2 separate regions of the Mus musculus genome follow, and region 1 is linked to region 2. The links are chromatin contacts, called in public promoter capture Hi-C maps. All regions are on one chromosome and are shown on one strand. Each heading gives the region's core, a stretch centred on a gene start, on an enhancer-like site or on the middle of the called end of the contact. The rest is flanking DNA. Distances are from core to core; before and after follow the strand shown.

Region 1 (3,436 bases), core at 794-3,293, 1.5 Mb before region 2:
ACCATCTATAATGAGATCTGATGCCCTCTTCTAGTGTGTCTGATGACAGCTACAGTGTACTATATAATAAATAAATAAATCTTTTAAAAAAAAAAAAAAAAAAAAAAAAGAATGCTGAGGTTGAGAGAGTGTATGACCAGCAGAAGGTTAAAGCAGGTTAGACAGTGCCTGTGTGGATGCACAGCAGCTTTCTATTTCCACACTCTGCTCTTCCACAAACAATTCCCAGCACAGGCCTGAGACCACCACCACCTAATGTCCCCCTAAACCTCTTCACTATTCTCTCCTAAGACTCACATGAGGGTCTATAGACTGAATGCAATGATTAGCACCTGATAGGGACTCAATTACTACTTCCATCCTTCTCCCTACCTGGGCCTGACATCTGCTAGGGTTTCACTCTCCTCTGCTAGCCTCCCTTCTCCCAATCCCGAGAGGTACACTCTCCATAGTAACAAGGCTTCTGACACTGCCATGAGTGTAGAAGCAATCTCTTCTATAAGCTAAGCCAATGCCTCTAAGCTGCCTAAGAAAGAAAGAAAGAGAGAGAGAGAAGAAAAAACAGCCAGGGACTTCAGCAAGGCCCAGCAACAACACCAAAGCAGAAGCTGACAGATCCCAGTCTCTTCATCAATATAATTAGGATTCTGGCCCAAATGCATCGTTCTGGAGCCTTGTCAACAGTACCTGCACATAAACCAGTCAGTACCCTGCACCATTCTAAAAACCAATCTTCCCTCTAGGGGCCTTCTCATGACCCAATTTAACCATCAGAATGGTGCAGGAAATAAGTTTGAAATCTCCACATTTCAAAAACATATTCTTGTTCAGTCTAAAAGGGTTGTTTTCAAGATATATTAGAGGAGCACTATAGGACTCCTCCCAAAAGCGGTACACCTGACTTCCCAGGCTGAGTCAACTGATTAAACAGCCAGAACCTGATTTATATACAGCAAGAGCCTCCAACCCTACCCTGGCAAGTGCGGGGGAGGGGTACACACTTCCTGTCAAGCTATTTGAATAAAGAAAAAAAAAATCTTCCTGTGAGAATAAATCAGTTTCCTGTGGTGCTCAAACTGCTAAGAGACCAAGCCAGCTGTGACAATCACCTCTATTTTTACTCTTCTGTTCTAAATGCTTGTTTTCTGTGGCCACCAGCAGTCATTTTCAGTCGTGGGGAGCCACTTTTACATTTGACACTGTATGGTGTTTTTGAGCTCTGAATCACTAGCTTTTTCCACGCTTTCTGCACAAGGCGGTTAATGGCAGAGTCGCATTACTTGTTGAATGTACTTGGTCCATAAAGGCGCAAAACCCAACGTGCTGAGGAAAGTGGCGACAGGTGAGAAAAGGTAGCAGGCCATATCACACCTGAGGGCTGGACCTTAAAGCACACCTCCCCCACCTCCGCCCTCTAGTCAGTCTTCCTCCAACCATCCACCCACCTATTTTCACGCCGGGCTACAATCGGGCCCAAGAAAGCCAGTTAGACAAGCGCAGTAGGGCAGTGGCCCTGGCTGCTCAATGAATCCAAGGTGGTTCACCTCGGTCCCTCCTGAGGGCAGCACCTGGGAATGACCCCGCTTACTATAAGGAGGGATAAAGGGATACCAAGGCCGATGCACGGACACCCAGAAGGATGCGGAGCGCAGCAGAGCAGAGGGAGAGGAGCTCCAGGGCTGCGCTGCTGAGAAAGGCGTAAGGCCAACCACAGACCGGGAGAACCTGGGACTGACAGGAGCCGGGAGGGGCTGGGGTTGGGCGGAGGACCGGGAGACTGGGGCTGGGGTGATCAGGGTGCGAAGGCCGAGCCGGGCCGCCGCGCCGGGAAGGATATTGCCGCAGGAGCCCGTCTACCTCGCAGGGGTCGGGGCCTGGCTCGCCCGCCGCCGCCGCTGCCTCTTCGTGCTCGTCTACGAATTTGTTCTCGTCAAATTCGTCGATATCCACGCGGCGGAAGCGTGAGGACAGTGTGTTCCGGGCCATGGCGGGAGCGCGGCGGCCACTCAGCCGCCTAGGCTTCGCTCTTTCCCGGCTCCCCTCCGCACCGGCTCCGCTTGGGGGCGGGAAGCGGCCGCCAGGCACCGCCTCCCCTCCTCCGCGCGCAGCCGCCGTCGCCCGCCCACTTCCGGGATGCGCCGGAACCGGAAGCTCTTGTGGGCGGAACTGCGCCGTGGGATCGTGGAATGCTGATGAAGTGGTGTCAGGCGTTGCAGCCGTAACTCTGTCCTCTCCGAAGCCGGGCTGCTGGTATAGCCAGCGCTTCTGTCCGCTCCGGAGGAAGAAATCTTAGAGCTAAGGGATGGCAGGGAGTGACGCGCAGTGCCGGAGTCTCTTAAGCACTGACCCACAAGAGGACCCACTTTGTTAAAAGTAAACGGCTTTAAAGGCGTTGATGTGTAACCCAGGGGCTGGCAGGACGCTTGATAACATCCTTTCTTGAGGATGTAACGACTCCTGCGGGCGTTCCGAAAATTAAAGAGGATTCTGTGGCCACCTGTACTCCTGACTGAAGAGGCATATTTTAGGAGGCGAAAGCTGCAGAATCCCCAGGATTCTTTCTATTTCAGACGTAGGCTAAAATGAATCTTTTCTTGTAACTATATGAAAACTATTTAATAAAAAATATTAAAAAAAAAGAAAACTATTACATTTTAACCTAGTAGAACTCGAGCAAAAAAAATTAGGTGAGACATGGTTTTGCTCCTGCTACACATAGCGAGTAATGTGGCACATGCCTTATTCCAGCCCTTAGGAAGCAGTGGCAGGGGGTTCTTGTGAGTTCTAGATAGTTTTGACTACATAGTTCTAGATCAGCCAAGACTACAGAGTGAAACCCTGTCGGGAAATTTAAAAAAGAAAAAAAGTGCTATTCTTGGAGACCTGGGTTCAGTTCCCAGCATCCACATAGCAGCTCACAGTGCTCTGCGACTCCACCTCCAGGGAGATCCAGTCACCTCTGCCGGCACAGCACATACATGGTACATGTAAAATTTAAAAATGTAAGGGCTGTCTTAATTACATCAGGGATGGCAAAGTACAGTGCCTGTAAGTTTTTTGTCTTCAAAGATGGGGAATGTAATTGGGAATTCAAAAATATTGTGAATCCTGGGTTTAATCCTAGCACTACAAAAAATGTCCAGAAATATGATGTATATTTGTAACTCTAGTAGAATCCTGGTCATCTTTAGACTTCCATTTAAAACTAATCCACACTCGGTTCATTTCTCCTTATCCCATTTACAAAAGGCTTATTCATTCTATCCAACCAGTATCCCCATCCTGGGCCTGAAAAGCATTAAACCCTCAGAGACCTTCAAGACTGGCTCTGGAAACAGGCACACAAACACATGGCTTAACTCAGCTTGGTACTTAAGAGCACTTAGGATACAAGGGTACGCTGCTACACTTGGGATGGGAGGTGACTAAAAAATGT
Region 2 (3,138 bases), core at 198-2,697:
GTGAAGCAGACAATGAGGGCAGCTGGGGCGTACAGCATCATCACGATGAACAATGTGAAGTAGGAGTTGGTGTGCCAGGACTCTGCACACCACTGAAATACATCTCCATGATATCCGGGTTTACCCCAGTGGAAGAAGGAAGGCAGGAAGACCAGGGTGGAATACAGCCAAATCAGAAAAATACAGAGGCGTAGTCTCCAGGGAGTAACCAGGGTATTATAGGTTAAAGGCTTAGTGATGGCAATATATCTATCAATGCTGATACAGGCCAGAGAAGCCATAGAGATACTCTTCAGAACTGACACTACAAAACCAAATACTTGGCAAGTCATGGCCTCCTCAATCGGAAGAGGGTAGTAGAGGAGTGATAAGGAAGGGACCAGGCAGCTTACCCCAACCAAGAGGTCAGCATATGCCATTGTCTGAATAAAATAACTTGTAGAATGATGGTTCAACAGAGGTGCACAGTGAAACACAAAAATCACAATGATGTTGCCAGAAATAATCAATACAGTTAGAAAGACAATAATCAGCACTTCCAAAAGACAGAACCTGACAGTTTCCAAGTAGCCCAGTGCCAGAAGACAGAAAGGATGGCTGCTCTGATTACCATCCCAGGTGGAGTTCATCTCGTGCTCAGGAACTGGCTCTCACTTCATGCTGCCACCTGGCTGCTGTCTCAGTTCTCAGGAGCAGCTACTGTCACTGCAGTCAGCTTTGCATGCCTGTGACAAAGCCAGGGAGCCCTAGTCATCACGTTCCTGAGGTTGCTGCTGTGGTGGGTATACTGCCTGCTGTACAATTTCCCTTTAAATTCTTCCTGGAATAGGGAAAGCCAACAGCAGTTGTCTGGCCAGTCCCAGACGCAGCCATACTGCCAGTTTCACCAAACACATAGCAAGGGAGTAAGGCAAACTGGGGACAGTGTCTTCAGGCCAAGTGTGGGTGGGGGAGGGGCAGAGGGAGGAAGATTAGTAGCTTCAGCAGGAGTTGTAATGAGTCTCCTCTGAACAGCTGATAGAAGAAAAGGAGAGAGCATTTTACATTTTGCATTCCACATCCTAGACAAAGAACCTAGCTAGCTCTGACTGCCAGCACCCCTCCCACTTCACCCTAAGCAGCCTCCTCCATAAACGGCCCTTACTTTGGAGGAACAGCAATACCATGCTTCCAAGATCAACATAAAGAAATTATAAACCCTCATTTTCTTTTATTTTACGTGTTGTAGGAGAATCTCCTTATGGTAATCCTGAAGACATTATCATTGATAAAAATTAACCAAGATTATTTTCTCCATTAAATCCAATGTACTATTATATCTCTGCAAACACCTTAATACAATTTATCTGCTTAGCTCAATTTCAGAGTGTTACCTGTGATTCTGCATGCTGAAATCCAAACAAAAGCCACAATACATCCTTAACCGAAAGCCTTGCAATGCAGGAATGTTCGTAAAGCCAGCCTACTGCAGAACTAAGGCACAGAGGGAGGGGCTAAAGGAGTAGGAGGAGAAGCAGAGAGAGGGGCTTGGGAAAAGGAAGAAAGGGGGTGGGGCAGGGCAGGGCAGGGCAGGGCAACTTGTGTGCTAGGGCACACACACACTCTAGCGTGCTGGACAACTCATTACCATTTATTCCCATAGAGGAATTCCCGACGGCACAGTAGGCGCTGGCTTGGTGCGCCCACAGGATGTATCTGAAAGCTGTTTCCTTGTCGGTCGGCAATCTTCCTCATAGGTAAATGAGCAGAATTCAGATTGCCAGTAAGAAACATGGGCAGAGGTGGGGATGGAGAGAGGGAGGAGTTGGGATTTGGGCTGAAGTACAGTACCAGAGGAGAGAGGGGGGAAAGTCCTATTTTTTTGTGTCCCTAAGAACAAAGGACAGTGTCACAGGAAGGAAGCATGGTAACAGTACATGGCACCCGAGGAAGTCTAATTCAGCTGCACAAGACGTTACAGCTGAGAGACAATATTCAGCCTCAATTTTCCTTTATCATTTATTAGATATTGGCTAATATTTGGAAATGGTGCTATTTGTTCTCTCCTTCTTCCTCAGTTTAGTTAGGTACTCCACTTGAGTGGAGTGACAGTACACAGATATTTAGGTACCAAGTCTTTGAATCTTACAGTTCAATCTTGTTTCTACTTATCTAAAACAATGCAAATTGAAATAACACACTACTTTTTTGGATAATGTCATAAAGGGTGCTTTCCGTTTTCATAAACTGGGTGCTGTGGGAATGGTATAATTTTGCCTGAATAAAGCCTCACATCATCAGTAAAGGAAAACAAATGCTGCAACTGTAGTAATCCTAGGAGATCTGTACACTTGAACAAAGAACCATGTGATCCAACTTGTATTTTTATTTATTTTTATCCATGCTTTCTTACTGTGGGCAAAGGATGCTTACAATCACAGCTCAGTGAAGTGTGAACACTTTAATTCAGGAAAGTAAGGACCCCCGAGACATGTTCAAGGAGACAAATAACATAATGTGACAGGCCTCAGTAGAGAAGAGCAGCACAGAAGGGACAGCCTCCTGCCTCAGAGATTTTTGTATTTAAGTCACTGTCACTCACAGATAACTTGAGGTACTCCTGTTCCTACTCTCCCAGTCCCTAGCACATGTATGCTGAGGGTTCTACCCCTGAGAACCTCTTACACAATATATCCATCAGTCTCTTGATCTGCAATTTTATAATCCAGTATATCAGCACAGCTGTAGTCTGAAAACACTGGATGAAAAAAAACCCTACAGTTTGAGACAGCCAACATTCACATAATATCGCAACACATACTGTTATAGCTATTTTATGGTTATCTATTACTTTTAACCTCTCCCTATGACTACTTTGTAAATTATACTTTATTTAAGGTAAGGAATAGATAAAATAATGACAGGTCTGGCACCATCTAATGCTTTAATCACCTACTGAAGGTCTTAAAAAGTGTTGCCAGCACCCCAATTCAAGCCACACTTATCTTTTGCCACATTTTCACTGAAGCCAAAATAATATTCTAAAACTAAAATAATAGATAAGTAAATAACAGTAACTAGGCAGTAGCTTACACTTATTATGACTATGAATTATCCTTATTAATACTAATAGTCAAGGTTCAATTATCACATTTTATG

What was found. Promoter capture Hi-C pulls out the DNA fragments that hold promoters and counts their contacts.
Region 1: a contact with region 2 is called in a promoter capture Hi-C map of liver, with 11 times the contacts expected there. The contact joins the promoter of Arpc5l here to the promoter of Gpr21 in region 2. A contact is called at or near these places in 4 of 39 promoter capture datasets (cranial neural crest, hippocampal neurons and liver), 2 of 115 datasets of contacts at active chromatin or transcription factors (bone marrow-derived macrophages and forebrain) and 1 of 9 other capture datasets (macrophages).

The regions. Positions count from the first base shown.
Region 1 is chr2:39,006,746-39,010,181 of GRCm38.p6, reverse strand. Arpc5l (actin related protein 2/3 complex, subunit 5-like) reads right to left here and starts at 2,043. Exons shown (of 4, transcript NM_028809.1): 1 at 1,838-2,043. The coding sequence starts at 1,986.
Region 2 is chr2:37,514,935-37,518,072 of GRCm38.p6, reverse strand. It overlaps Gpr21 (G protein-coupled receptor 21), which reads right to left and starts at 1,447. Exons shown (of 2, transcript NM_177383.4): 1 at 1,374-1,447; 2 at 1-1,014. The coding sequence starts at 629. The region is part of intron 13 of Rabgap1 (RAB GTPase activating protein 1); the gene reads right to left.